Regions from separate parts of the Mus musculus genome. Here all the other regions are linked to region 7. A link is a contact called in public Hi-C, Micro-C and promoter capture Hi-C data. All regions are on one chromosome and are shown on one strand. Each heading gives the region's core, a stretch centred on a gene start, on an enhancer-like site or on the middle of the called end of the contact. The rest is flanking DNA. Distances are from core to core; before and after follow the strand shown.

Evidence for each region. Promoter capture Hi-C pulls out the DNA fragments that hold promoters and counts their contacts. Hi-C and Micro-C count contacts between places; a contact is called where the count stands out from the background.
Region 1: a promoter capture Hi-C map of hippocampal neurons shows a contact between it and region 7, with 2.5 times the contacts expected there. The contact joins the enhancer-like site here to the promoter of Klf3 in region 7. A contact is called at or near these places in 4 of 39 promoter capture datasets (the HPC-7 cell line, hippocampal neurons, neutrophils and 1 more), 1 of 484 Hi-C or Micro-C datasets (cerebellum) and 1 of 115 datasets of contacts at active chromatin or transcription factors (bone marrow-derived macrophages).
Region 2: a Micro-C map of embryonic stem cells shows a contact between it and region 7, with 5 times the contacts expected there. The contact joins the promoter of Pds5a here to the promoter of Klf3 in region 7. A contact is called at or near these places in 1 of 484 Hi-C or Micro-C datasets (embryonic stem cells) and 1 of 115 datasets of contacts at active chromatin or transcription factors (memory CD8 T cells).
Region 3: a Hi-C map of B cells shows a contact between it and region 7, with 14 read pairs. The contact joins the promoter of Rell1 here to the promoter of Klf3 in region 7. A contact is called at or near these places in 7 of 39 promoter capture datasets (cranial neural crest, embryonic stem cells, erythroid cells and 3 more), 10 of 484 Hi-C or Micro-C datasets (B cells, LSK cells, adipose-derived mesenchymal stem cells and 5 more), 6 of 115 datasets of contacts at active chromatin or transcription factors (astrocytes, embryonic stem cells, memory CD8 T cells and 2 more) and 1 of 9 other capture datasets (adipose tissue).
Region 4: a promoter capture Hi-C map of the C10 cell line shows a contact between it and region 7, with 5 times the contacts expected there. The contact joins the enhancer-like site here to the promoter of Klf3 in region 7. A contact is called at or near these places in 2 of 39 promoter capture datasets (the C10 cell line and liver), 1 of 484 Hi-C or Micro-C datasets (uterus) and 1 of 115 datasets of contacts at active chromatin or transcription factors (forebrain).
Region 5: a contact with region 7 is called in a Micro-C map of embryonic stem cells, with 3 times the contacts expected there. The contact joins the enhancer-like site here to the promoter of Klf3 in region 7. A contact is called at or near these places in 2 of 39 promoter capture datasets (the HPC-7 cell line and cranial neural crest), 1 of 484 Hi-C or Micro-C datasets (embryonic stem cells) and 6 of 115 datasets of contacts at active chromatin or transcription factors (bone marrow-derived macrophages, embryonic forebrain, embryonic stem cells and 2 more).
Region 6: a Micro-C map of embryonic stem cells shows a contact between it and region 7, with 3 times the contacts expected there. The contact joins the promoter of N4bp2 here to the promoter of Klf3 in region 7. A contact is called at or near these places in 1 of 39 promoter capture datasets (liver) and 2 of 484 Hi-C or Micro-C datasets (B cells and embryonic stem cells).

Annotation. Positions count from the first base shown.
Region 1 is chr5:64,021,801-64,024,500 of GRCm38.p6, forward strand. No RefSeq gene overlaps it. Among named protein-coding and RNA genes, the nearest start is that of Gm25608, 21 kb to the left of the region's middle. Within about 2 kb of position 1,356, at least 32 of the 459 cell types and tissues checked have an H3K27ac peak or open chromatin away from gene starts, as enhancers often do. A contact at or near this core is called in cerebellum, hippocampal neurons and neutrophils, where this site is marked.
Region 2 is chr5:65,696,833-65,699,532 of GRCm38.p6, forward strand. Pds5a (PDS5 cohesin associated factor A) reads right to left here and starts at 1,404. Exons shown (of 33, transcript NM_001081321.3): 1 at 918-1,404; 2 at 1-105. The coding sequence starts at 65.
Region 3 is chr5:63,967,452-63,970,151 of GRCm38.p6, forward strand. Rell1 (RELT-like 1) reads right to left here and starts at 1,446. Exons shown (of 7, transcript NM_145923.4): 1 at 1,195-1,446. The coding sequence starts at 1,282.
Region 4 is chr5:63,825,784-63,828,483 of GRCm38.p6, forward strand. All of the region lies in intron 1 of 0610040J01Rik (RIKEN cDNA 0610040J01 gene), which reads left to right. Among named protein-coding and RNA genes, the nearest start is that of 0610040J01Rik, 15 kb to the left of the region's middle. Within about 2 kb of position 1,413, at least 99 of the 459 cell types and tissues checked have an H3K27ac peak or open chromatin away from gene starts, as enhancers often do. A contact at or near this core is called in liver and uterus, where this site is marked.
Region 5 is chr5:63,935,610-63,938,309 of GRCm38.p6, forward strand. It overlaps Rell1 (RELT-like 1), which reads right to left. Exons shown (of 7, transcript NM_145923.4): 2 at 2,197-2,424; 3 at 414-485. Among named protein-coding and RNA genes, the nearest start is that of Rell1, 32 kb to the right of the region's middle. Within about 2 kb of position 1,297, at least 76 of the 459 cell types and tissues checked have an H3K27ac peak or open chromatin away from gene starts, as enhancers often do. A contact at or near this core is called in bone marrow-derived macrophages and embryonic stem cells, where this site is marked.
Region 6 is chr5:65,762,237-65,764,936 of GRCm38.p6, forward strand. It overlaps N4bp2 (NEDD4 binding protein 2), which reads left to right and starts at 1,285. Exons shown (of 20, transcript NM_001024917.1): 1 at 1,285-1,354.
Region 7 is chr5:64,802,190-64,804,889 of GRCm38.p6, forward strand. It overlaps Klf3 (Kruppel-like factor 3 (basic)), which reads left to right and starts at 1,332. Exons shown (of 6, transcript NM_008453.6): 1 at 1,332-1,602. It overlaps Gm38457, which reads right to left. Exons shown (of 2, transcript XM_006504241.4): 1 at 1,861-2,700; 2 at 181-1,770. The coding sequence starts at 2,100. The coding sequence ends at 1,306.

The DNA.
Region 1 (2,700 bases), core at 106-2,605, 780 kb before region 7:
CACCCTGGTACCATATTCTTCCCACTTTGACCTCATCTTTTCCCTGGTTTCCCACATCCTCACAGTGTACCCATGAGCCCCATCTTAATGAAGGGCAGGAGGCATACCTGGGGAACTAAAATTAGAGAGAAAGTACTTATTTCTTTTCTATCTTCTTCCACCAAACCAGAAGATGGTATTCTCAAGATCTGGCCCAATAACTATTTACATCAGAATCTCCTGAGGAGTTTATTATTCATCCCACATCTGTCCCAACAAAATGTCTGGGATAGGCACAAGAATCTACATGTTTAACTTGACTTCAGCCAGATTCTTCCGCCCACCAGGCACAACCTCCTCCTCTGAAGAGCTCCCGTGTTTACCTATAACAATAATTTCTTTGTTTTTTAGACATATGTTCTCCAACGTTTTAACTTTGGAGAGCCATAAATATGCATACGAATGAGCAAATGTTATATCTGTCTGTGAGTTTTCACCTATGAGTTTTGTCTTTACATCATGTTCCTTGGTTCCATTAATTTTTTTTTTTTTTTGAAGTCTTGGGCAGGATTCTTGCTCCCCATTTGAATAGACGAGGTTGGTCGGTTTAGACACGGTTGGTCTGAGGTGATAGCCAATGAGTTTTACTCCTTTAGTATTGGTAAAGAGCGAAGATTTAAACTGAGCCCTTCTCACATAGATGCCAAGGCCCTTTATCCACACCTGGTGATCTTGGGCTATCACAATATGCACGTGTCCAAAGAGCTAAAAGTGCCTTCCTCTGAGTATCTCATTTACTGCTGTAGTATAAACACCTCTCTTACAGTTATCCCTATTTGACCACAAAGAGAATATAACAAGGCTCATGTCTTCACAACCAAGAACACTCACCTCACTAAGTCAAAATCGTGCCGTTGCTGCTGCATGAAACGGGATATAGACTTACAAAGTGTAAAGCAGCCTTTTCGGTCAAGCCAATATAAACTCATTCAAGGATAGATGTATTAGATGACAGGATATTTGAGAATGCAAGCTGAGCATAGGCAAAGGGCAAGGTTCCAGGGTGTGAGAGTCCTTAACGTAGGAGATGGTAAAGCTTTTCCTGATTGGGCTTTCACAGAGCTGGAAGCACCCGGATGCTCTCAGGCGATGGTCTACAGCACCCACTTGTAGTTCGAAACTGCGCCTTTAAGTACAAATCATTACTAATTTGTTTTAAACATGTTTACATCCAAGTTGAGAGGCTAATGTTTTGGGTTAGGCTTTCAAAACTTGTTTTATAGAAGCGTTTCTGAGAGATGGCTCCCCCACTGCCAAAGAAACTGCACAGGAAGTTGCAGACAGATGGCAGCGACAGGAGCTCTGGGGAGCACAGAACGATATTCCATATGGCACACCGTGCGAGGCTTATGAAAGTGCTTCTGACATCCAGAAACGGATTAGCCAGCAGTCGCAGAGAAACGAAACCTCCTTTGGTGACCTTCACCGCAGGCCAGGAGTTCATTCCACATAGCACCCAATACAGCTGGACAAGTTCAAGGAAAATGGGCAGAAAAAATCCTCAAAGTTAAAGAAAAATGAACTGAAAAGCCAAGCAACCAACTGCAGAGCCTTAACAGTGATTGTAGCTTCATCTCTGAGTCAACCACCCCTTGGAGAGGTGTGTGGCCTCTATAGGAAGACAGTTGGAAGTTTAACATGAGAACATTGTAACCAGGGATCAGAGAGTGGGTAACCTCAGGGCAGATAAGGCCCACTGCTGAGAGCCCAAGAATAGATACTACATTTTCAATGGATAGAAAAGTGTCAAAAGAAGAAAAAGATTTCACAACACTTAATGTGTTACAAAATTCAAAGTTTGGTAGGGAACTTCCAAGAGAATCCCAAAATAGCTGGTAAGGCCTGTTCATTTGTTTCTGTTTGTCTGCAGTGGTGTCCCCGAGGCAATGGCAGAGTTGAATAATTGTGACAAAGACAGCCTGATGTGCGCACCTAAAGGATTTATTGTCTGTCATTTATAGAAAAGCTTTGCTGGCCCTTGTTCCAGCTTCAGTGATTTAAAAATGAGACCCAGAGGCCTGCCCCACTAAGCCTGTCCTAGCTAGCTGTCTAGGGCTGTTTCAGAGACTATGACCACAATTGACTTGCGGAAGAAAGGGTTTATTTGCCTTGCATGTCATGATCATAGGCTGTCATTGAAGGATGCCAATGCAGGAACTCAAGCAGGGCAAGAACCTAGAGGAGAGAACTGAGTCAGAGGTGGAGACAATGCTCTTTCAGCTTGCTTGTTTTTGTTGTTGTCATTTGTTTTGTTCTTGTTTTATATACAATACATATGCATATATAACACATATGATATATGTACATGTGTATATAATACATATGTATATTCCTGTGTGGTTTCTTTGGCAGTACATACACACACACACACACACACACACTCAACTGAGGTTCAGTGTTCCTAGATGCCCCAAGCTTGTGTCAAATGAATCAAAAACAACAACAACCACAACCACAAAAAGCCACCACAACAACTACAGAGGGTTTTCCAGAAAAATAACTTCTTTAGCACTAAAGACTACGCACTCATAGCAAGAACTCATTCTGACTTGAGTTTCTTAGCCTGTATGGTTGCCCTGACATTTGTGTGACTATCTTCTGCATGGCACTATAGCTTTTGCCAGGGCAGAGAGTCCCATGAGTTTGCTGTGGTCACGTCTG
Region 2 (2,700 bases), core at 154-2,653, 890 kb after region 7:
ATCTTCCCGTCCGCACTCACGACGCCACAGAGGGCAGTGGCAGGCTTCGGCTGCGTGAAGTCCATCCTGGGGAATAACTTTTCTCTCACAGTCCTCTACCGGCCTCTATCGGTCAGAAAATCAAAGTTCAGCGGGAAAAGGGGCGACTTTGTAACCTCTTTTTCATTTCAAAAATCTCTAATCTAGAAAGGGCCCTTTCTTCCCCCCGAGGCCGGGGACCCCGCCACTCGCTCCTTCCCTGGGTTTCGGACCCGGCTAGGCGTCCGCCACCCCCACCCGAGCCAGCCCCGGTGCCACGGGGTTCTCGGCTGCAGCAGCCCCGGCCGCGAGAGGCGCCGAGCAGCTCCCGGAGTTTCCTAGCCCTCTTTTCACAATGAAATGTATCCCCGAGCACCTAGGACGGAAGTTTGGTGGCCTCGGGGGGACATTGAGGACCCAACGGCCCCACTTGGCTCAGGAGAAGCGGCTGGGTCCCCGCCTGGCCGGTCACCTCCGGGAAAGGAGACTCGAGGCCTAGAGGGTTCAGCTTAGGCCGCAAAACTAGGTACCCAAGAGGACCCACGCGCGGCGCCGGCGCCCGGGAGCAGAACGCCATAGCCGTGCCGAGCCCCGGGCTCCCGGCGTCCCCGCCGCGCGGCCGCCCCTCCCCGGCCAGCCCGCCACCCCCGCCAGCCGCCCGAGCCCCTCGCCAGGAAGCGAAGGACCCGGCTCCGCACTTCACATTTTTGTTCCTTAACTTCAGCAACCGAGCCCGGCGGCATCTCAAGCCCCTCGGTCGCCCGGCGCTCCTCGGCACCGCCAAGGCCTGAGCCGCCGCTCCGGGCAACCCCGCCGGGCCTCCGCGCGCGCCCTCCCCTGCGGTCTCCCCTTCCGTCCCTCCCTCGCCGCCGAGGGCGCGAGCCCGGCCGCCGCTTTACCTCCTCCTCATGCGGGCGGACGGTGCAGCGAGCGCCGGGCCTCTGTCAGGTGGTTGCGCCGCCGCCGCCGCCCCTCGTCGGGCTGCACACAAAGCGGCTCCGTCCGTCCCGCCGCCGCCGCCGCCGCCGCCCGCCCGCCCCGGAGCGGCGCTGGGGCTGGCGGTGCCGAGGAGCAGCCGCCGCGGGGGGAGAAGCGGGCCGAGCGTGCGCCGGCCGGGGCGACACTGCCGCTCTCCGTCGGGCTGAGGAAGCGCAGCCTCGGCCGCGGCTCCTCCGAGAGCCCGCGCGCGGGTGCACGCCCGCGCGTCCCCCGCGCCCGCCCGGCCGCTCGCTCGCTCGCCGGCCGGCCGCCCGCACCTCGCGCCCACCCGCACCAGACGCCCTCTCGCCGCGGCGCGCTCCCGGCCCGCCCGTGCCCCGCGGAGCCTGAGCGTCGCCGCGCACAGCCGGAGCCCGTCACGCGAGCGGCGCGAGAGCCCGCGAGAGCACCGCGCGCCTCGCTCCCGCCCCTTCTTCCGCCGGCCGAGCCCCCGCCTCCCTCGAGCCCGACGCGGCCGCGCGCGTGGTGGACAGCGCCGCCACCCGTTTGGCGCCAAGACCTGCCCGCGCGGGCGCCTCCGGGGGGCCGGCAGCCGAGCCGGCGCGCGGAGGAGGAGCCCCGGTGGCGGGAAGCGGACCCCGGGAGGCGCGGCTTTGCGACACTCCCGGCCACCGCTGTCGCGGAGTCCGGGGCTCTTGAAGGCTTGGCTGGCGGGGATGTGACCGGACCGGTGGAGAAATGGTTAATTATCTGGAGAAACGGCTGCTTTCCCCTCCAAACAGAGCTCTGGAAGCCGAGGCAAAGTTTTACAACTCGGGCTGCTCATTCTCGCGTCTTCCGGAGAGTCGCCCTAGGTCGCAGCCTACGACCTTAGTTAGACTCCTACCATTAAGGTTTTCAAAGCTGCAAAATAGGAAGTTGGCATGCGATCTCAAGCTATGGTGCCGGGGCTTCTGGCCTCCCAGTCATTTTGGGTACAGGCTGAAAACACAGACTAGGGTTCCTGATAGTGAAGCCCAGAAGAAGAAAGAGGGAGGGTGTTTTTAGAGATTTACAAATTACCTATGTGAATCTGAGACCTCTTTTTTTTTTTTAAGTTGTGAATACACCAAAGCTCTACTTTTTCTCTCCTCCAAAGGAAAGGCTTGCCAAAGAAAACTTAGTGCAGCGGTGCTTGAGCAATTTAAGGTAAATATTGAAGCGAATGAACCTGAACAATACACACATAATTTCAGGAAACCACCTTTTAAAACAATAAGCAAGCCGGGCAGTGGTGGCACACGCCTTTAATCCCAGCACTTGGGAGGCAAAGGCAGGCGGATTTCTGAGTTCGAAGCCAGCCTGGTCTACAGAGTGAGTTCCCGGACAGCCAGGGACAGCCAGGGCTACACAGAGAACCGTCTCAAAAAAACAAAAACAATAAGCAGAAGGGGGTGATGGTGGTGCACGCCCTTAATCCTAGCATTTGGGAGATAGAGGCAAGCGGATCTCTTGAGTTCAAGGCACCCTGGTCAATCGAGCTAGCTCCAGGACGTCAGACAGCCAGGGCAACAAAGAACCCCTGTCTCAAAAAAAGTAAAAAATATTAATAATAATAATGAAAAGAGGAAGAAGCTAGGCCGTTATGGTTCACGCCTTTCAACGGGAGGCAGAGGCAGGCAAATCTTTGATTTCGAGGCTAGCCTGGTCTACAGAGTAAGTTCCAGGATGGCCAGGGAAACCCTATCTCAAAAAAACAGAAAG
Region 3 (2,700 bases), core at 196-2,695, 830 kb before region 7:
TAGAACGAGTCACCAGCTTCCCTTTCCCCTGGGTAGATGGCTGAAGGAAATGCGGATCTGCTAATAAATACCCAGGAGACACATCGTCTATCTATCCTGTTCCCTTGCTAGCTCGTTCTGATGCCCATGAAAAAGTAAAGGACAAATGAGAAGCAGGCTCCAAAGCTCCGAGTGACTAGAACATTCTCCAAAAAGAAGAGCAGCACGTATATTTTATAGAGAAGACAGTCACCGTTGGAAGCCTTCCAGCTGCTTATTATTTGGGCCTGAAGAGGAGCCACCCCTGAAGGCAAGCTTGGCAGAGCCTGCTGACGTAAGAATCAGCCTGTGGTAACCCCAAACGGCCAGGAAGGCTTAACTTTTTTTTTTTAAGTACTGCAGCGAGGTGGCAATTAAGAGGGGGAAACAATTATTAAGAATCCCTGGTGTGTGCCTTATAAAAACAGGAGCACAAGGCAAAGGCGTCCTTAAGTAAAAGGTAGACCTCTTAGATTTCAGTTAGAAACTCCCGCTGATGGCTTGTAGTTGAAGACAGCACTCAGCGTCTCGGCTTGGTGGCTTCCACCCCGACCACAGAGGTTCCTTTTGTGATGACAGGATTTGATACAAAGAAAAAGCAGTATACATTATAGATGTCTTTCCTCTTTCCCGGCCTAATTTATCCAGCATGTATGGGAAGGAGTGAGAAATTCCCGACTTACTAAAAGAATCCATAACCACCTGCAAAGACTGGCACTTTCAAGGCTTTAACATAATGAAAAGGAAAGAAGAAAATAAAGCGAGGAAGGAGGCTGGAAAGCAGAACCCTATCCCGGGTGTCAAGATATTCGCCTGGTGAGGCCTCTGAGGACCAGGACAGTAGAAAGGGGTCCACGGCTAGGGAGAAGGCATCCCAGGAAAGCGACATCCTGAAGAATCCGAGTTGGGGTCCCGCCGTTTTTTAGAAGCGGCGGGGAGGGAAGGCGGGACCCCGGCAGGCGGGTGGGGAAGGACTGGAGCCGCGCTGCGCGCCGCACCCTGCCCGGGCCACCCCGGGACACCCAGATGTTCAGAGCCAGATCCGGTAGCACAGCAGGGCGCGCGCAACTCAGGGCGCGGCGGGGTTGTGGGCTCGACCGACTCGTCGAGCCCCTGGCTCCCTTCCGTGCGCAGACCCAACTCACCAGGCGTCCCGACCAGGACCAAAGCACTCACCGGCGGCCACCAGCGGCGAACTCACAGCGCCTCCCACGAACACTGAAGCAGCAAGCACAGCGGACCCCGGGAGTCCCCACAGAGCCATCGCCGCGTCCCTCTGCCCTCCTCGCCCCGGCCGCGGCGTCCCGGGTCGGGGTAGACGGTGCAGCTCGAGGGCTGCCGGGTGGATTGAATGCAGGAGCTCGGCCCCCGCGAGCCCCTACCCGCTCAGCCTGGACCCGCCAGGACCCCGCCCACCGCACGGAAGCCCCGCCCCTGATCGCCGCGCCCCGGTCCCTTGAAGCCTGGACCCGCCTCCGCACGCATGACCCCGCCCCCGAGTCCAGGCCGCGCCTCTCCTGTCACTCCCGCTTCCCCTCTAAACCCTTGGGTCGCGTCAGCCGCGCGCCCAAGCCGTGGCCCCACCCCGAGCCCCGCCCACTGCTGACCCTCTCCGCCTCCTCTGCTGGGCGGGCTAACCCTGCCCAGCCAAGTGGCGGGTCTGCGCGGGAGCCTCAGGCTGGGGCGGGTTACTCCCTTCTCCTGGGTCCTGGGACTAGTCAGATGCGGGAAGAGGAAGGCAGAGGTTAGGCCAGGAAGCCCAGGATGGAGAGCAGACAGGACCAGCAGTTTCAGAATGGCGCGATGTTTTTTTTTTTTTTCTCAATCGGAGTCTTTACCCAGTTAATTAACCTTCGTTAGTGGTCTAGGAAGGAATGCTACGTTCAAAGTCATGGTTGATCGTTTAAACATTAAGGAGAATAAATTAAAAAAAAAAAACTTTTTTAATTGTCCCCATCCCATTCTGTCTAAGCTACTTCTATTGAGGAACACGTCCCCACACACTGGTTGTTTGCTTGCGTTGGACTGGGTTTTGTTTTAATCATCTTGCAAACACTCCCCTGGAACAATTCTTCAACTTTCCAGTCACTTCTGTCTTCATATCCTCACATCAGCTCGGTAAGGTGAGTATTATCCCCATGTCACCGGCCAGGAAGTGAGCTCATGAAGTCTGCATGACCTGGGCCACCATGATCCATGTATCTCCAGTGTTTGCTTGCAGGTTTAATCTCAGCTCCTGGCTCAAGGACAGCATGCACTAAGAGGGCAGAAGTAGTTGTTAAAGGGGAATGTACCTTTTTCTGACTAGCTTCCTTTTAACTAACCAATAGCCTCGTTTTAACTAATCCGTGGAGACTCCACACAAGGTCCTTAAAGCCCAGTCCTGACAGATGTGAGCTGAATGGAGGGTGGGTCTTCAGCCCCTTCTGTAAACTGACTGGTGGCCTCTAATGCTCAAGGGGGAGTTATTTCTCCTCTCTAACACCCTCCACCCTTCTGTTACAAATAGCAATGATGTGAGAATTACCAGGGAGAGAAGCTGAAGGTTGGAGGCCCTGCCCTTTGAGTCAAAGACAGGAACTATGGATCCTATGCACAATTTGTGGCACATCCTGTAGTCTGACAAATGTATCAAAGGGAAAGGTCTGAGAAAGAATGCAGAGGAAAGACATTGTGCTGGCC
Region 4 (2,700 bases), core at 163-2,662, 980 kb before region 7:
GACTTCCTTGTGTTTCTTAATATTCGAGATCAACAAACACCCAAGTGCCTTCTGTCCAATGTGTTGCTGTTGTTGTTCTTTTATAATGGTTTGAGAGTTAAGGTGGGGGGTGGTGGGGGGCAGAGGAGCCAATCACCTCGGAATGTAAAAGAAAGCAATATACTCTTGCTAGTCTCAGCTGGGACAGATCAAGAAACAGATCTTTGCCATGAAAGCACAGAGGGAGGGAAAGAGGGCACTGTACCTTTAAAATCTGGCTTCTGTTTTCATTTGTTTGCTTTGGGTGGCACATGGAAAAAAAATATTTGCCTACTGGACGATTACTAATCTTCATGTGCTTGCAAATTACTCTCTCCCCTAAAAAGGCGCAGTTAGTTCAGTGGTGCTTCGTGTTGGCTTTAAATGCTTGCAAGTAGAGAAGAGTTTGCTCCAAAATTGGCAGCATATTTTATACCTGAGAGTCGGGTCCTAGAGAAGATGCACTAGGGGCCCTTTAATAGCATGACTCTGTCAGAGCCCGTGCTGGACCTGTAGCTATAAATCGTGCTGGAGCCACCTTCGTCAAGGGCTCTCTTTATAAAGCACTTAGCAAAGTTTGAATGAACCCTAAAGAAATAAGACTTCCAACTTGCAAGGAGTTCTGGTTCACTCAACAAATATGCATTACACATTTCTTATATGTTGCATACATTAGAAGGTAGGTCAACCCTCCAGAGGACTTCCAATGCAGAATTTCGGTTTGCAAATAAAGTTTTTGAATACTAGCTCTTTACACATGTACGTGACCATTGGAGAACCAAAACTTTAGAAGATATCATTGCAATAGAGTCTACTGGGAGCCAAGAGCCACAATGTAGCCAGTTACCAGCAAGCCCTCTACCAACTGAGCTACACACCAGCCCCCAGTCCCCCAGTTCTGCAAGGGGTTTTACTGGCTGAAGTCAAAACAGAGATACAGAAATAAGGTGATTGGTGACAGCCAGGTATTACTGGGGTATGGCTTGATTAGTTGGCTTTCTCTGGTTGGATAAAACTCAAGGATGTATTACTTGCATATACTCCTAAAACTCCTTTGTCTTCTTACTGTAGGTTGTTCTGTGGGAACTGAAAGTGTAAACAAGCCCCGGGCTGTTAGCCTCCTGGTTATTTTGAGTTAACAGTACCCAACTGCAGACTTCCCATTTCCGGAGCACTAGCTACCTAGGACTTGTGCTCTGCTGACCCGGACACAGAAGTAAATGGTCTTTGTATTCCTCACTGGGCTATTCCTCATAGTCTCCCGAGACAGAGAACTTTGAGTCACCCTCAAAATGGAATGCAAATTGTGCTTCAAGGAGTGAGAGATGGAAGAGGTTATTAGAGCCCTAGGGGTCACTGTATGCCAGGAAGGAAGGGGGTGGGACTTCTCAGAGAAGCATGTTCTCAAAGCGGAGGAATGAGGAAGCTTTGAGTGGGGAAAGAGGTGGAGAGAACTGACTATAAATATTTAAATTCTGAAAAGCAGAAGAGACCGGGAACCCAGTTTCTAATAAGAGATGCCGGTGACTATCCCGGTAGCAGGCCTTCAGCCTAGTTTCTTTCACTGAAAATCAGGGTTTCTTCTCTGGTCAGTGATTGCTATGAACTGTCCTCTTGCTGGGGGCTGGGGGGGAGTGGGGAGGATTAGCATTCTCTCCTATGTCTGTCCTCTTGAGTGCTGACCTCTAGGCTTGGCGGCCACTGTTGTGTTTTATTTAAAAAAAAAAAAATGAAGAGGAAGGGGTCTGTTTGGTGGAGGCATGGTATGGTGTGGGGGAAGGGGGAGTCTCTATGGGCCTATGCTGGGGCATCCCTTCCCCATGAGGTACCAGTCACATGATGGTATAGTGCGGTATAGAGTTTATTTAGGACATGCAGGGAGGAGTTGAGGGAGGAGAGAGAGAGAAAGAGAGAGAGAGGGAGAGGGAGAGGGAGAAAGAGATCAGCTGTGAGCACGTGGAGGGGGAGGGGAATGGTGAGAGACGGGGTAACAAGCAGGAGCAAGAGCAGGAGAGCAAGAGAGCAAGGAGGGGGCAAGTAGCTCCTTTTATAGTAAATGAGGCATACCTGGTTGTTTCCAGGTAACTGTGGGGCAGAGCCTAGAGGAAATGCCAACAGCCACAACCTTCTACCCTACCCAGGTCCACAGTGTAGCCACTCCTGAGTCAGCCCTACTGCCTTCCCTCCACTCTGCCCCGTGAGGCTGACCTTGAATAAGGTTAAAAACAAAAAAGCTAAACCTCCTCTGTGTATGTTCTTACTGCATCCCCCATTCTCTGGAATAAAGCACACCAACTCTAACTCTCTCTCTCTCTCTCTCTCTCTCTCTCTCTCTCTCTCTCTCCTGAGTTTCTAAACTCTAGCAAATAATAACAAAACACAACATAGGAGTCAACTCTCAATAAACACAAGTACATCTTTTTTAAAAGGAAAATAAAATCTAGAATGACCGTAGGCTCTAACTTTGGATGCTCTGGCTGCCTCTTTACTTGTTTCTCTTTGTATAGATTTGTTTTATTCTTTGGGAACTTCCTAGTGGTTTAATCACATCCATGTCCCTCTCCCAACTCCTCCCCAGTTCCTACACTCAAGTTCGTGGTTTGTTTGTTTGTTTTAATCTTCCAAGAGAAGTTTGTATCACCCCACTCTTCTTGACTGTGTGTGTAGTAGACTTGCCTGCAC
Region 5 (2,700 bases), core at 47-2,546, 870 kb before region 7:
GGGCCCTGGCCGTCACTCCCCAGTTCTTACCAGGATGCCTCAATTTCTTCCCAGTTCAAACTCATGTCCTTAAATGTGAAACACAAGAACCAGCTAAGATGTGAGTCCTTATGACTCCCAGCACATCGCTTGTGCTACCCTACACAGTTGTGTAATGTAACTCTCACTCCATAGGAGGAAGCTGAGGCTTTATAAAGTCACGTGATACACAGCCTAGAAGCTATCGACCTTCCTGGCCCTTTGCTGTGCTGAAGCCACCAAACACCACCAAGGCAACCTCTCCTGTTGTGACAGTGCTAAAAGCTGAGGAGTTACAGAGTTCAGGTAAAAGCCCTGCGAAGCCATTCAAATTCTGACTCTAAGGAGATTTTTAAATAACACTGAGATGCCCCAAAGCACGAAGATATCCTTACCTTCATTTTTCATAATGTACTGGACAATCTGGCCGACCGTGTCACTGTTCTCATTTATACTGTCATTCAACTCTAAGAGAGAAAGAGGACAGAGCGGCGTTACGATCCATCACCTGCAACAAGTCAACTAGACATTTATCTGAGAGCCTAAGGCCTCGCCGAATACCTTCCAGAAAGTTTAAGCACCCTCACACAGTGCAAAGAGTCTAGCTTTAATCCTTCAGCCCCACCTTCCCGATGCCACACGTTTTTGAATTCCTGGGCTGAACACGCATTTATAAATTAAACAGAAAAGGCGCAGGACTGTCCAGCATCCCCTTGCTTTGCATGACACTACAGGAGTGCATGTATCTCTGCCCCCACGTTCTCCTATCTTTCCTTATTACCTTCAACCCTCTGGAGAAACAAGAAGAAGGATCACGAAAAGGTTTTATCGAATCTCAGACATGCTGTATACAACTGGCCTACTGATTAATGGTTTCAACTGAACAAGTAAGTACTAAGTATTCATCCATGTTTATAAAACTCTCTTTTCCTTTGAAACAAGGTAGCTAAATTTGGGCACTGGTTATTTGTTTACAGACTCAGTTTACTTTGGGGACCCAGCACGTGACAGCCAAGTCAGGCGGAGAAAGAGGGGCAAGCCTCCATTTGGAAACCGATCTGTATAATTTATTTAGCAGGACCAGCTGAGACTGGATTGAGACATTGTACAGACTGGGACAACAGCACACCCATGTACCTGCAGGAGTGTCCTCTGCACCCCAAGGGAGGCTTCTCCCCTATGACCTATAGATGTTTGGACAGTCACAGTGGGGGCTGATGCCTGAGCCAGCCTGAGCCAGCCTGCTTCGTGGGTTAGAAGGAACAGCGGGGGAGGCCCTGCTCTGTTGACAAACACTCAAGGCCGGTTTGCTCATTCGCTGAGCGTGACTCATCCTGTTCACCCATGTTCCCCAGCCTCAAAGGTCAGTGGGGGTGGAAAAACCAACAGTCCAGCAAGCTGGCAAGCCACCACTGAGAAACCTTCCCTGCCGGTAGGCTCCATGGGTGACCTACTCCAAATGTCACCTCCCTGCAAAGATGGCACAGAGGGGCTGAGCTGGATGAAGAGTGAGCTGCCAGTCCTGGGACCCATCAGGAAACCTCCCTCAGGCAGGACTGGATAGGAATATCAGTGAGGAAGACATGCTGTGGATGGAGGTGACCCCACCACAAGCTATCAACATATGTGCAGAGGGAAAGATGAGCGCCCTGACACTCACATGGAAGCACCAGTTCTTGCTGCAGCTCTACCGAACTATGACAAACATCTATTCATTAATAATATACAGTTCAGTCACATGGACTTCAATGAGAACTCCTCCAGTGATACTTAACACAGCAAACCCGATGAGACCCGTTTCACGTCCCTACCGTTCTTATTAGAATCTTGATTCAATAAGTAACAGCAAGGATTAGGCTTATGAGTAAGTGCCAATCACCAAAACACCTTGTCTCAAAATTTCACATTAACCCTTCAAAGTGGAGAGAAGGTACCCTCATTAAATTCACTGTCAATACAATTAGAAATAAATATATACCATACAAATAACAGTCCCGGGCTACCAGGCTCTGAAGTAAACCCTCAGCAAGCATTCAATAAATGCAGGCAAGGTTTCAAACTCTGATTACTGCAGAAAATAGTTTTCCTCATAAAGAAATGGATTATATATGAAGTTTTGTTTTTTCCACTTAGAACCCACTCCTCAAGCCATTTCCTTTTAAAGCAGAGGTTACTTACCTATCTTTTCCACCTTTTCCTCTTCGACTTCCTGTTCCGCCTCTGTTGTACACCGGTAGCCTTTCTTCTTAAGTAAGTGACAGATGAGGACACCAAGGAGACCCATGACGAAGAACACAGGGACGAGCACGTACGCGATGTATTCCGGGTGTCCATTCCCAGGGTTGTTGGTGGGTGACGATGGAGTGGTCTCTGCTCGGGAGTGTAACGTGTGGCTACCAGTGTTGTCTACAGAGAGGGACACACACGGCTCTGTTAGGTGATGGCGACAAAGCTCTGGGAATATTTCCATTACATCAAAGTTTTGTGCTTCAAAGGCTACGAGCTGTACACAGGTCTGGGGATCCCGATAGAGGGGGATAAAGGGTGCGAGCATAGGCTCGAGCTGACACAGTCTAAGTCACCTCCTGAACTATGAGATCTCTTAAGAGAGGATTAGGAGGCACAGGGTTTTAGACTGCACAGAATACACATGCAAGAGTTAAGGGGGGCATTACAGCACAC
Region 6 (2,700 bases), core at 35-2,534, 960 kb after region 7:
AGCAAAAGTAATTCAGATTGGGTGGTGCTGTCCCTTGAAATATATTTTCTAATGTTTAAGAATTCCCCCCTTTTATTATTTGGACTTAAGATGTGATAAATCCTTAACAGATGTTCAAAAGAAATTCAAGAACTTAAATACAAGTTTTTATTATCACGTTGAACATATTTCAGATGAACAAAATTAATATAAATTTGCTAGGTTTGTTTGAAGTCTATAATTACTAAGTTTCTTTCATTTCAAAAGTGGCATATATTACAGTTATTAGGCTCCTAATAGCTGCTTAGAAACAGATTAATGTTAGGTTCTCAGCAGTAGCTACTTACGCTCGGGATTGTAGACTATTAAATTTCTTTTGTTTACCATATTTAGAATAAGCCTTAATAAAGATGTTTGTATAGTATATATTTTTAAACACTGAAACTCAAGAGATCTCTAAAAAGACAAAGAAAATAAAAAACACATCCATTCATATTCTTTTCTGTGTGGGAGATTTCATTAGAACATTTATTTGCTTAAGTACACTAGTTTCTTTGCTTAAATACACCAGTTTCTAGAAAAAACCCCACTAGACCATTTGCTCATTGAGTGTGAGAATGTTCAAGCCAGATCTAAAGGGATTTTTTTCACTTGTATTCTTTCCAAATCTACATTCAGTTTAAATAATTGCCATAACAATTGACAGATAATCTGTCTCTCTGATGTGGATGAATATCAAGAGGTTATTTTACTACGGGGGGGGGGGGCAGTGAAAAATACAAAGTAATTGCAAAGAGAGAGGAAAGTCCAGGAGAAAACAGACACAAAAACAAAAAGAACAAAACTAAAAACTCCGAAACGACCAGTAGCATCATTAATCAGAAGGCTAGAGAGAGACACACACTTTTGTACTCTGATCGTTTCATGTCAGGACAGAACAAATTAAGCAAGGAAGTCAGAGTCCAACAAGGAAAAACATGGAGCGGGCTTAGGGGACGGGCTAATCATCCAGGATCGTTAACAGGGAAAGGGAACACTGTTGCTTTTTCTTGGCACCTGAAAACTCCAGCTCCACACTGGCAAAGGCCGCAGCTCTTTTGGGCTCAGGCCAGCGGGTTCCGACCGCACGTTGGCGGCGCGGGCTGGATCCCGGCAGCCTCCGTCCCGGTTGCTGGGGCCGCGGGGCCCTTTGTTCCCGCGGGGCGCCGCCGCCCGTCCGCCCCGAGTGAGCGGGCCCCCGTGGGGGACAGCGCGGGGCCCATCGCCTCGCCCCGCCGACCTCGCAGCTGCAGTCCCGCCCGCCCCAGCTCCTAGTTCCTCCCTCGCTGCCCAGGGCCAGAACGACCTTGTTTTGCTTTTCGGGCTCGGGAGAGAGGTGAGGGTTAGACCCGGCCGCGGCTCACCGGGGCGCTTACACGGGCAGCAGTAGGGGGGGTCCCAGCGCCTGCCTTTCCCCGGAGCCCTCGGGGGACAGCGGCGGGCCGCAAGCTTCCGGGAGAGCCTCGGGGGGCCCCGCGGGTCCCGGGCTGCGCCTCCCGCCAGGCCCGGGACTCACTTCTCGTAACGGAGCCAGCGAGGCGCCAGCACCGGTGGGCTCGGGTCTCCGGGCCGGCGCCGTGGCGGGCGCGGGCCGACGCATCCTGGAGAGCCCGGGGTGGGTGGGTGGGGGGTGTGCGGAGCAGCAGAGGTCGCGGCCCCGGGGCGGGGGCGGAGATCCACCTGGCTACGTGGCAGCCATTGCGGCGGCCGCGAGACCCCTCCCCACGCGGCCGCCCACCCGCCCTCTCGCGGCGGGCTCCTGCGCGGCTGCTCTTCCCCGGTCGGACGGAGAGCGGCAGTGTGTCCTCGCTCCGCACGCTCGCTGCGTCTCCCCCACCCCCGCCCCGCGGACACAGCTGCTCGCCAGCCCCGCGCCGCGCCGCGCCGCGCCGGAGAGCGTAGTGGCTGGCGGCGGCGGGAAAGGGTTGCGGACCCGCGGCGCTTACTCGACGACACGGCCCGGGGGCTTCGACGCCCCGCTCCCGCAGCAGGTAAAGGCGGAGGTTGGCGAGGCGGGCGGCGGGACTCGGGGAGGAAAAGAGCGGGAGGGGATCCCGGGAGCGCGGAGTCCCAGAGGAGGAGGGCCCGAGGCGGGCGGCGAGCGAGAGACGCGGCAACCCCGGGCAGGCACGGGCCGGGCGGGCGGGCGGGCGGAAGGGGAGTGAGGCGTCGCGGGAGGCGGGCCCTGGCGCGGGGCCCGAGGCCGAGCGAAGGCGGGCGCCGCGGCAGCTTCCCCGGCAGCTCCTCCAGCGCCTGGCGGGCCTCCAGGCCCCGACACACCCCTCCCGCCCCCGGATTCTCCGGGTGCCTTCCCGCCCCGACTTGACCTCGCGCCCCTGCGAGCGCCCCGCCGTTTTCCCAGGCCGAGCCTTGTGGGAACTTGGGCCGCCTGCCCGGGCTGGTAGTGCCCGTAGAGCTGTTTATTTACTCACTTCCAAACCACACGCACGCACGCTCGCTCGCAAGCTCACTCCACACCGGCAGGCTGGCCTCCCTCCGGGCGGGTGCGCCCGCGACCCTCACCCCTTCCCATCCGTAACTTTCCCTCTCGCTCTCCGAAAACCGGGCTTCGAGAGACGGAGTCAGACCGCGGGGCAGTTTATCCCGCTCGCGCTTTTGGTTACAACACTTTCTTTATTCCTGCCCCAAAAAGAGAGCGGGAAGAATTTTTTTTTTAACTCG
Region 7 (2,700 bases), core at 82-2,581:
CAACAAGGAGTGGGGAATCTATGTATCACTACGTTTTAAGTAGTACCATGCCTGGCTGAAGCATCAAAGTGAAGTGAGAATGGTGAACTTACAGGGCCTTTAAAACATCTTGAAGTAATAACAAGCCATAGACTGAAGCCGGGTTGTTTTAAAACATTACACAGAACTAAAACAATTGAACCAATTTGTCCTTTGTTCTTTTTATTGCGTTCCTTATTACATTAATACTGTTTTAAAAGGAAACTCAAAAGCCTCCGACTCTAGCCTAGCACCAAGCTCAGCGAAGTTGTCCTCGCGCTGGCCTGGTTTCCACGGAAAAAGTGCCTTGAGGCTCTTAAAGTGTGAAAGGAAAGGTCCCGGGGCTGAGCCCCAGGCCAGCCAGAGCTCTCGCCCCAGGTGGGAGGATCTGCCCGAAGTTTGCTAAATTTTCTGGCAGCAAGGCTGACCAGCGAACGCCTTTTCGCTCCAGAGCATCGGGCCCTTGGGGAGTCGCACTCCTCCGGGGGTCTCCACCTTTCCAAGAAAAGTCCCTCCAGGCTGGAAGCGGCCCCTGCAGGGTAGGCGAAAGAACAGGGGCGACCCGAAGTCTCCGAACAGCGCCAGCGCGCAGGCTGCAGCGCGACCCCTGTGCACAAGGCAGCGATCGCTCCTGGAGCACCGCGCTCCCCGACGTAGGGACAGGGCATCCTGGGCCGCAACACCCGCTCCACCGCCCTCTGCCCGGGAGGGGCGGCCCTTCCCGCGGGAGCGAGTGATTGACGGCCTCGCTCCCCCACTCCTCGGCTCGCCTGCGAACCCGGGCTGTGTGTTTTGGAAGCGGCGCTAGGGGCCGTAGAGCGTGTGACGCCCGGAGCGGGCCAACGCCGCCCTTCCTTCCCCCCGGGGCTCGGGCCGCAGCGAGGAGGCCAGGACAGCTAGGGCGGGGCCGCGGGCTCAGGGCGCCGGGCGGAGCGCTCAGGCGGGGTGGAGGCCCAGGGTGGAGAGCCGGGCGGGGGCCGCTCACGCCCAGCCCCGAGGCCGCGCCGCGCCTCCCGGGACAGGTCGAGCCGGCGGGGCGGCGCCCGGCTCCGGGGAATAATGAGTGTCTGTCAGGCTGGCCCCGGGTGACTGGGCGGGGCGCGGGCGGGGGCGGCGCGGGAGGCGGGGGCGGGGAAGGGCAGGGCGGGGTGCGTGTTTGCCAGTGACTCGCCGACCCCTCCGGCGGCTGCCTCCACCCAAGTGGGTGGGGACCCCTCCCAGCCCGGGCGGCTGTGGCGGCTCCCGCTGCCCCTCCCTGACCCTCCCACCCCGGCTCCCAGCCTCTACTTACCCCGCCAGCCCCGGGGAGGCTCGCAGAGCGAGCGGCGCCGGCGTCATGTGACTGCCCAGAGTTGGTGCCAAGGAGCCAGAGGGGAGCGGGGAGCCGAGCCGCGCGGAGCCGCGGCCGGAGCGCAGTGCGAGCGCCACCCGAGCCAACCCCACCCGCGCGTCCGTGCGGTCGCGGTCCCTATCCCGGACGCCGTCCGGCCCGAAGCGCTTGACCTGCCGGCCCGCGGGGTTCCGGGCGCCGGGGAGCCGGGCCTGGGTTTCTTGGCCGCTGCGCTCGGCACCGCGCTTGGCAGAGTAAGTCCCCGCGCCCTCACCTTGCCGTCCTGCGCCCCGCTTTGCGCCGCATCTGCTTGCTTCTCTCTCTTTCTCTCCTTTTTTTTTTCCCTTCGGAGAAAGCAGGACGCGGAGAACGGGTTCGGGGTGCAGCGAGGGCTCCTTCGGGCTTGGGAAAGTGCTTCGGAGCTGGGGTGGAGGAGCGAGGGGGAGGGGATGGCGGGCGGGATCGTGGGATAGGGGAACTCGGTGGATTGGGAGCCCGCGGGCGGGGCTCACCTGTGTGGTCCCGGGTCCCCCGCGCTCGGTTCCCATCGGAGCCCCCGGCGCACCCCGCGAGCGGCCGCGTTGGAAGGAGCCAGGTAGCGGCGAGGCCGCGCGCCTGCTCCTCCCCCTCCCGCCTGGACTCGGGGCTCCCGCCCCCCGCCCGCGCCCCCCAGCTGCCGCCCAGCAAACTTGGAGCCCAGCCTCCAGCGCCCCTGGCGAGAAACTTGGGGGCGATTGGGACTGAAGAAGCATCCCCTTTTCCGTACCCGGAGCGCGCTAACTGCTGGGTCATTTGGCTTGTGGGGGAAGGCAGGGGGGAGGAAAAGAACCACCGAGGTTTGGAGAGACTGCCTTTGGGGACTTGGAGAGAACCTGCCGCAGTGCCTGAAGCAAAGGATTGCAGCGTGGCTAGCAGTGCAGAGCGCCTTCGGTGTTAGGGAACCGGAGCCCTGTAGGGACCACAGGACAGTGGTGTGGACCAGAACCTTTGGATAGCTTGGAGGTGGCAAATAAGAGTTGGAATTGTCATATCCATGTCTTTGGCGGATAACAGAAACACTTCTGTAAATTTTTACTGCAGTACTTACAATAGTAGTATTTTACAATAATACTAATTGAATATGAATGAGCCTTTGAATAATTCAGGTTAAATGGACACTGGATAATGTTTACCTTGTATTCTTCAAAATAAACACTTTACACAGAGTCATTGAGATTTTATTTTACACGGAGTCATGAGATTTGGTTCTAAGAACTTATATTTTTTTTCCTCTAATATTGTTGGAGATACTTTATTCTCAAGAGTGGTGTTGGGGGGGAAGTATGAATTGGTATTCTGAATTCATTTGGATT